2 separate regions of the Rattus norvegicus genome follow, and region 2 is linked to region 1. A link is a contact called in public Hi-C data. All regions are on one chromosome and are shown on one strand. The core of a region is the stretch at or near the end of the contact, and the rest is flanking DNA. Distances in the headings are between cores, read along the strand shown. Region 1 overlaps Foxk1 (forkhead box K1). Region 2 overlaps LOC120095892 (a long non-coding RNA gene).

The links. A called contact is a pair of places that touch in the nucleus more often than the background predicts.
Region 2: a Hi-C map of prefrontal cortex shows a contact between it and region 1, with 6 times the contacts expected there. The contact joins two enhancer-like sites. A contact is called at or near these places in 12 of 12 Hi-C or Micro-C datasets (the A7r5 cell line, the Rat2 cell line, Schwann cells and 7 more) and 1 of 1 datasets of contacts at active chromatin or transcription factors (oligodendrocytes).

The regions. Positions count from the first base shown.
Region 1 is chr12:17,236,451-17,240,832 of GRCr8, forward strand. It overlaps Foxk1 (forkhead box K1), which reads right to left. Exons shown (of 9, transcript NM_001037219.2): 3 at 1,981-2,137; 4 at 448-594. Among named protein-coding and RNA genes, the nearest start is that of Ap5z1, 17 kb to the left of the region's middle. Within about 2 kb of position 2,436, at least 21 of the 93 cell types and tissues checked have an H3K27ac peak or open chromatin away from gene starts, as enhancers often do. A contact at or near this core is called in prefrontal cortex, where this site is marked.
Region 2 is chr12:17,320,756-17,325,605 of GRCr8, forward strand. LOC120095892 (a long non-coding RNA gene) reads left to right here. Exons shown (of 8, transcript XR_010056723.1): 8 at 1-1,368. Among named protein-coding and RNA genes, the nearest start is that of Foxk1, 35 kb to the left of the region's middle. Within about 2 kb of position 2,741, at least 82 of the 93 cell types and tissues checked have an H3K27ac peak or open chromatin away from gene starts, as enhancers often do. A contact at or near this core is called in prefrontal cortex, where this site is marked.

The DNA of each region.
Region 1 (4,382 bases), core at 1,186-3,685:
CCATTCATGTTAGGGCAGGATGAGGCTCAGTTGGTAGTGCACGCTTAGCATGCATGAAGCCCATCCCAGCACGGCACAATCTCGGCATGGTGGTACACACCTGCCATCCTAGCACTGTGGGAACAGAAGATCATCCTTAAGAGGTCTGAGGCAGGAGTTGGGGATTTAGCTCAGTGGTAGAGCGCTTGCCTAGCAAGTGCAAGGCCCTGGGTTCGGTCCCCAGCTCCGGAAAAAAAAAAAAAAAAAAAAAGGAAAAGAAAAGAGGTTTGAGGCAAGCCTGGGCTCCATGAGACTCTTTTACAGAAATAAAATGAAGACAGCTCTGTAATGGCTCTGGCGCACACAGAAGTGCCCTGATACTGCACATCACCTGCATAAAGTCCCAGGTTTCTCCTGACTGTGGGTAAATGTGAAGCACTGAGTCTGCCCAGGCTCCCGGGGCCTCACCTGCCAGCCCTTGTCGGCAGTCCTGTAGTAAGGGTAATGTTTGGTGATGTGGGCGTAGATGCCACTTAGTGTTAGCTGCCTGTCCTGGGCCGAGGAGATGGCTTGCACGATCAGCTGTGCATAGGAGTACGGTGGCTTCGACTCGTCCTGGAAGGTAGAGTTCACATAAGACAGAGCGATGGGGGAGCAGGACAGACTCTCCGCACCCAGGCCACCCACTCCTAACGCAGACCAAAGTGGCTGCATTGAGTCACCCTGGAAGCTTGCCTGCCTCACCCACCAGTGTGCTTGTTGAACAACGAACGATGGCTGACTGCACCTGTTCCCAGCTATTGGAAGGCTGAGGCAGGGGGACCTGGATTTTGAGGTTAGCCTGTGCTATGGTTGAGGCCTTGTCTCAAAAACCCCAAACAACAACAAAAGGAATTCAGAATAGTGCCCGGACACCATGTGACACACGGCTGTACTCCCTCACTTCTGAGTGTCAGGCCGGCCTCAGCTACAGGGGTCTCTCAAAACAAGGAAAACAAAACACAAACCGAGGGCCTGGGGAATGGCTGAGTGTACAGAGATCCTGCCATGCCAGCGTGAGACCCGAGTTCGGATCCCAGCACTTGTGAAAACAGAAAGACGTGATGTCACACACTGTAATCCCCGTGACTCACTGGCCACCCTGCCTAGTGAGCGCCAGGTTCAGTGAGACCCTGCCTGAAAAGATAAGGTGGAAAAGAGTTGAGAAAGACGCAGTGTGGGCCAGCACAGCTGCACATGTGTGACTGTATATAAACAGACACATAGAGGAGGCAAAGGAACAGAAGATCCCGAGCCCCACCTCTCGGGAGAGAGAACAGGTCTGAGTCACTGAATTCTCAAGTTTCTTACTCCCCAGCACACTGCCAGCCACCAGATGGAAAGGAACAGAGACACACAGTTAAAGAAAATGTGGCTGGTCTGGTGGCACAGGCTGGTCACTGTAACTATGAAGGAGGTGGAGGCAGGACAGCCAAGTTCAAAACCTGCCGGGGCTGCTTAGTCAGACTCTGCCCCAAAATAAAAAGCAAAAAGGGTTGGCGGCATAGCGCGCTGAAGAATCACTCCTGGGTTCGATTCCCAGCGCCATCAAAAGAGGGCAGTGAGTGGGGCAGGTGGTGGTGGCGCAGCCTTTTAATCTCTGCATCTGGGAGGCAGAGGTTCAGTGAGTTCGAGGCCAGCCTGGACTACAGAGCAAGGGCTGGAACAGCCAGAATAACACAGAGAAACCTGTCTGGAAAAACGTAAAGAGGGTAGGTACAAAAGAAAGACAAACGTGTCATTTTAAAGGCTGCTATTAAACTCTGAAAATGTCTCACTAGTAGTGGACGGAACAAGGAGGACCTGGGTGGGGGACAGGATTCTGGTTCGCTACAGTGGCAAAGCTCACGTTTGAGAACTGACGTGAGTAGAACGGTCCTTCAACACAGCCATGTGCTCCAACTTTGAGTGCCCCAGATGAGCCACCCTCAGGACCCCTAACAGCGTGTCTGGGGTTCAGACCTTGGGGCTGTCCCCACCAGACGTGTCTGCCTGCTGCTCGGAGGCTGCCTTCGCGGCGAACTCTGCGGCCAGCTGAAGGTCAGAGGTCACATTCTGGACGAAGCGGTAACTGGACGACCCAGCCCCTCGAGGACTTGCTGGACAGGAGTTGGGGACACTAAAGAGAAGAAAAAAACACAGTCAGTCTGTGACCCTGGGAAGAAGGACTTTGGGTGGGGACACTGTCTCCGAATCACTATGGATGATGGATGGAGGGTGTTATTTCTCCCCTACTGGCCACATCACTGGGCAACCAGCTTCAGAAACTGGAGAAATACAACCAAAGAACCCAAGAGGGGACAGACGTGCTTTACTCCCCTGAGGCCAAGGCCAAAGCCGAGTCCACAGGCCAAGAGGATCCAATAAGCAAACCCAAGCTGCTCCAAGCCGTAAAAGGATGGCTAGTGAGAAAGTAACCACAAGAGGGCGCCCTAAGAACAGGCTGGATGGCTAGTAAGGCCACACAAGGGAACTTAAAACATGCTGTGGAGGTGAAGGGGTGGTGGTGGTGAGGTGGGTTCTGCTGGCTGGCAGAAAAGGAGGCACATAGAATTCTCTGCCACAGGCCATCAGCTCCTCCACCGTGACCTGCCACTGGTAATGGCAGCATAGCTGTGGGCTGTGCAGAAGATACGGCCAGCACCGCCCGGAACCCAGGGTTGGGCTGGATGGCTGATCAGCGAGCTAACTGACGAAGAGAGGTTCTAGCAGGCCTGTGAGATGGCGCAGCATGTGGAGAGGCTTGCTGCCAAAGAAACCACCTGAGTCCAACCCCAGGGATCCACATGGTGGAAGACTGACTCCCATGGGTTGTCCTCCGACCTCTATGTATATACTGTGGCACAGACAGACAGACAGACAGACAGACAGACAGACAGACAGATACCACCACCACCACCACCAAATAAAAATAATGTAATGTAAGGTTAAAAATAAAACCCTTTAAACAGGGAAAAGTAATCAAACTCTGGAGAGGATGGGGGTCCCGTCACTGTCCTGCCCCCTGCCCCCTGCCCCTGCCCTCACTGCAGAAAACCTGTCACATCATTCCGCCAACACCCATGGCTGCAAATGACAAGTGTCAGGTCACACTCTCTGGCATGGCTACCCTCTGCCTCTCCTCAGGGATGCCTGCACAGTGTGCCTCAGGCCTGGGATGTGACCCTGTGAGTGGCTGCTGGCTTGATTACCTCTTTCTGAGAGCTGCTCAGGACAGAGCAAGGGACAGCAAAAGCTCCCTGAGGCATGATGGGAGGATGAATTCCTCCTGGGGTCACGACCCTTCTGTAGGAAGGAGGGGTGCACACTGCACAGAATCCTAAAGTCTCTAGTTTAAGGTTTCATATTCTCTCCTTCTGAGCACCTCAGGCATCTGGTCATTTCTGTGCTTGCACAGCTCTTCCGGTGGCCTGCTGGCTTCCTCCCCGCACCAGGCTAGGAGAGGCCCTGAGAGGAGGGAAACAAAAACTTTCTCTGCTGTTCTCTTTCTTTTTAATTAAAGGGGGTCTTGATATATAGCTCAGGCTGGTCTCAAACTCACCATCCTTCTGCCTCACTCTTCTGAGCACTAGAAATATGATAGGCATGGGTCACACGCCTGGCTTGCATCTAATTCTCTCTTTTCCTTGAGACAAGATCCCAGTGAGGTCTAGGATGGACTGGGATGTCTACTGTGGCCACATGTGGGGATGCCCAGGCATGCACACCACACTAGTCCGAATTTAATTCTGAATTGAAAATATACACCCAAGCACAAGGTGGGGAAGCTGAGGGGATTTTACTCCAACATCCACACACTCAAAAATCAGGTTTCTCTGTGCATAGTACTCCTTTAATGTCAGCAATCAGGAGGCAGAAGCAGGCAGAGCTCTGTGAGTTCAAGACCAGCCTGAACATAAGGGTAAGAACCTAGCTTAAAACCAACCAAATGGGGTTTGGGGATTTGGCTCAGTGGTAGAGCGCTTGCCTAGCAACCGCAAGGCCCTGGGTTCGGTCCCCAGCTCCAAAAAAAAAGAATAGAAAAAACAAACAAACAAACAAACAAACAAACAAAAAAACAAAAACAACCAAATGGAGATTTTTTAGGAGCCAGGTTTCAAAACCAGACTTGGAACAAAGCATGGTCAAGAGAAATGTGGCATCAGGGTGAGAGCTCATCACTGAAGAGCCACCAAGCAGTGCCGCCCTGCACCAGGCATGGCATGGTGGACCTGGGCCCATTAATGACCTCAGAGTTTACCCCAGTGACAAGAAACATCCATAAGACTGAGAAGTCCCTAGGGAACACAGCTCCTAGTGACAGGCCATGGCCATCCAACATGGGTGGAGGTCGGGAGGTTGGGAGGGGAAGCTTGTCCTTGTGC
Region 2 (4,850 bases), core at 1,491-3,990, 85 kb after region 1:
GCCAATTACGCTAGGTTGACCAGCCAGGCAGCCCTAAGGACCTACTTGTTCCTTCTGCCTAGCTCTGGGGTTATAGGCCTGATTCACAACACCAGGAAGCTTTTAAAAGGAAGGCTCTGGGAATTGAACTCAGGTCCTCAACCTTGTAAGGTAAGCATTTTATCAACTCCTTAGCCCAAAATTTGCACACCGATCAGTGTGGGAGTTTGATCAGCTCTGTTCCAACCTGATCCATTTATCTCTCCTTTAAAAGAATCTGGTGGTTCTCTGCTCCTGGGAGGTTACCATGTGGATACCTGGCGGAATTCCTGGACTTAAGTGATCTTCCTGCCTCAGCCTCCAGAGTAGCTGGTGTGTGCCACTGAGCCTGGCTTAAATTTTGCATCCTGAAGCCCCGACTCCCAGTTTACTATACGAGTAAATTTGGAGATAGGGTCTCTATAGAAGTGACTCAGGGAAGATGATGTCACTAGAGTGACTTAATTCAATTTGCCTGATATAAGGAGAGGATTGGGAGGCAGAGGGGACCGTGTGAGGACAAAGGGAGAAAACAGCAAGTGCCAGCCCAAGAGACAGGCTTCGTTGGGGCCAACTCTTGGGACACCAAGACATCCAGCCTACATAACAGGAAGAGAATGATATCTTTGGTATTGATCACAGTGTCCCTGTGGTCCACACTGCCTGCTGAGAGCGTTCTGTGGATTAAGTGGAACACTGGGGCCAGTGCAGGGAGATCTCATGGGATTCAACCATGACAAAATGCCAGCCATGGTGCCACTCCCATTCAGGACCCAAAGTGGAATCATCTGATTCCCAGTGGAATTAGAGGAACTTTGTAGTGTTATATGACAGATCCCCCCCCCCCCCCGGGAGATATAACACATACACACACACATGTGCATGCACTCAGAAAAGGAGTCCACAACAGACCAAATCAAGGGCCATATCAATCTGGTGATGAAGAGTTAAATTTCAAAAAGTTAGTCTCAAACAAAGTCCAGACATGCCTGAGAGAATTTGAGATAGGGCTCACCAGCCTGACTGTCAGCTCCCAAGGACACTGGCCATCTGGAGCCACCCCCTCCCCTTCCTTCACTCCCTGAGGATGGGTCATCCCCCTGCTGCAGTGAGATGAGTTGCCCTGCCCACATTGCTGAGATGCTAGATTACACGTATGCTTTGTTGATGTAACTCCGTGCCAAAAGTAACTGTGCACCCTTTGTATTAGCCAATTATGTGTATCCACACGAAACCCCTGGTTTTCCCTATATAAGCTCCTGCCTAGAGAGGCTCGGGGCTTGACTCAGTCTCCTGTGTGGGATACGTGTCAGCCCGAGATCTCGTAAATAAAACTGCCTCTTGCTGATTACATCAAGACCAGCTACTCGTGTTTCCTGGGGGTACCCCAACCCGTGACTGGAGCGAGAGTCTCCCCAAGTTTGGGGGTCTTTCAGTGAACCAATGAGTCTTTTAATTGGGGTCACTTACAGGAGCAGGATGCCCAAAAAGCTGATGTCATCACTGAAAACTCATGCCCTCTAGGAGAAGAAAGGCAGGCAGCTCCACCTTCTGAGAAATTGTTGCAGTCTCTCCCCAAGCAGCTGTTTCCTGCTGCTATAAAGCTGAGGACTGGCCTCTCACAACCTTCTAACTTGCCATTTTCCCAGACATGGGACACTGTTTCACCCATGGAATCTCAGGAGCCTCTACCTCCCTCCTGGAAAAAGCTATAGATCAGAGCACACCAGGGCATGCCAATTGTGATATAAGCGAGACAGAGGTGACTATGGAGTTGAAGAAGGGAAGCTGGGTGTAGCAGCAGATACCTCTAATTCCACTCACCAGGAAGCAGAGGACAGCCTAGGCTACATAGCAAGATCTGTGTTCAAACACCAAGGTTTGGGGATGGTCAGCCAAGACCTGAGTCTCAGGGAGAGAGGGTATCCCACCCACTCCATGTTACTCAATCAAGGTCAACTGACCAGGCCCTTCTCTGGTTACAAGGATGTCACAGAACACGCCCATACTTCAGGATAGGCCACGTAAAGTTACAACTGGGAATGTATTTTATTTTGAGACACAGCATGATACAGGTTGGCCTCTCTTGCTAGGTAGCCAAAGATAACCTTGTACTTTGGATCCTCCTGCCTCAGCCTCCCAAGTGCTGAATGCTTAAGCCGGAATACTTATTTCTTTAGATGTCAAATCTATTTAGAACATGGTACAAAGGGCCGGTGAGAAGGCTCAAGTGGGTAAAGGTGCCTGCTGACCGGTCTTACATGGTAGATGGAGAGAACCAACCTGAATACGTTGTCTTCTGATTTCCACAATAATTAATAAATGTTTAAAATATTATTCTAATATGTTTAAGTGCATGTTTAAGAAGGCAGTAACTTAGCCAGTAGGCTATTTAACAATCAGCATTGGGGGTTTGGACAGCAGCTCGAGTCTCATAAACACCATCTCGAAGACTAAGTGCTATAATAAAGCGCCTGTAATGTTTTAATAACTTCCTCTTTGAACCGTTCATTTATGATTGAATGTGTCCTAAGTGTGGAACAGACTACTGCCTGGGTCTTCGGGACCCCAACCCGCAGAATGCGTGCTCCTCCATCCACTCCTCCCTCCCTCCATCCCTGGCAAAGTACGTCTTTCTCCGAGGCCCCGCCCCCCGCAGTAGCCGCCACACATGTGACCGCGGCCCACTATTTCCTCTCCCCGCGTGGGTCAGGCAACGGCGTGCAGCTCAGCCGGGACACCGGAAGACGCCTGATGCGGCCATCCGAGCATGCGCGGAGGGCAGCCGGCACCACCAGGGGGCACTGCGGATTCCGTGGGGGAGGGGCGCGCCGCCGCGCGGGACCACGTGCGCACCACGTGGCGCCCGGCAGTCCGGGGGCCGTGGCAGGGTCGCCCAGGCAGCCATCCCACAGCCCGCGTGGGTGGCGGAAGCAGTTCTCTCCGTCTGCGCCCCCTTGCCCACTGACTTCTGACCCCCAACTCCACTGACTTAGGGTTACCCCCTCGCTGCCGGTCGCGCGGTGTGTTTATAAACAGAACTCCCGGTGGGAGCAAAACCGCGGATCGCTGGATTTAGACCCAGGGGAACGGAGTCCCCGCGCATGCGCACCGACGGATACATAGGCGCATGCGCAGAGGCTCGGTAGCGCGGGTGCCTGTCTCCGCCTAGTGCGTCGGTGCGCAGGGCCGGTGACTCTTCTGGGAAGTGGGGCCGGGAATGGGGCACATTAGCCAGGATCCTGCCTAACTTCTTTGACCTTAGTGTCTCCAGTGGACGCTGCGAACCTTGCAGCCGAGAACCCTGAAGAATCCGATCAGTAGTACAGCACGAGGAACGACGCTATGTTGCATGTGTTTTATTTCAGAGGTGGGAGGGAATTAACACCGTACGATGAGCCTTGAGGACGTTGTGCAAAAAAAAAAAAAAAAAAGTGGCACACAACTGTAATCTCAGCAGCTCCGGATGCTGAGGCAGGATGACGAGACCAGCCATATCCTGCGAGAGCCTGCTTATATGAGGTTCCTGGAATAGTAAAAAAGTCATAGAAAGTAGAAAAGAGACCGCAGGGATTAGGGAGGAGAAAATGAAAGTGTTTAACACCTGCGGGGTACCTTCTTCGGAAGTTAGGAGTTCTGGGAATGGGTGTTGGTGTTGGCTGAACAGTGTGAATGTGCTTTCTGCCACAAGACTCTGCTCAGAAACGGCTAAGGTGGCTTAGTGGACACAGGGCTTCCTTAGTATGCACCCCAAGACTGCATAAAGCAGGCAGTGCATTTCCCAGCTTTTGGGGAAATGGAAGCAGAAGGGTCATAAGTTAAAGGCTAGATTGGACTATAGCAAAAGAAAGACATTGTGAAGTGTCTTGCATGGATTTCATAGGTCAAGTCAGGTCTTGTGCACTGGGAAAAGGACAGTATGCATTCTTTCTGTGTGCTAAGTGACTGACAGTGTCTGACACTTTGTGACTTCCTCCAGCCCTAACCAGCACCCGGTTTCAGCCCCTATTAGATTAGTCTCATACATCCCCAACACTAGCCTGAAGTGACAACCACTCTTCTCCGTTTTCTCTGGTATGTGTCCATTTTATAAACCTGTGTCCCTAGTTACCAAATACTAGGTGTCATACAGGGAGGCAGATGACCCACACAGGTAAGGAGTCTGCCCCGCATGGACTTTCTACTCTAGTTGAGGGCATTGTTGATGAAGACAGTAAAATGTCAAGTGGCAACTGTTGGAAGAAAGGATGGTTTCAATTAAGGTTTTATTCATTTTGTGTGTGTATGCCTTCCTGAGAAGGTATTCTGTCTCCATTAAATATTAAATATTTCTTTCTCTAGTCCTTGGTACCTACCATTCTACTTCCTATAAGTGTGTGTGTGTGTGTGTGTGTGTGTGTGTGTGTGTGTGTGTATGGGGACATATGTATCACAATGCAGGAGTAGAGGTCAGAGGAAAACTCAGACAAGTCAGTTCTCCCCTCCCACCAAGTAGATCCCAGGCATTGAACTTGGGTCGTCAGAGTCCCTACCTGTTGAGAGTCTCACCAGCCTGTGATTTAACCTAGATCCAGGAGATAGTAAAGAATTTGCAGAACCTGTTCCTTTGCGCTGACACCAGTGTTCATGTGTCATAAGGAGGTAGTTGAGGGAGGGCTGGAGTTTTCCCTTGGGGTTACCATGGAGAGAGAAAACAACCAGTATACAAAGCTGCAGGGCTGCGATCACCTGGCGAGTCTTGAGGCCCAGGAAGAAGGTCAAGTGGAAGGGCACATGAGGGAGGGGTGGTGGCTCGATGTGAGGGCGGAGAGGCATGCCTTTTGTGACAAACC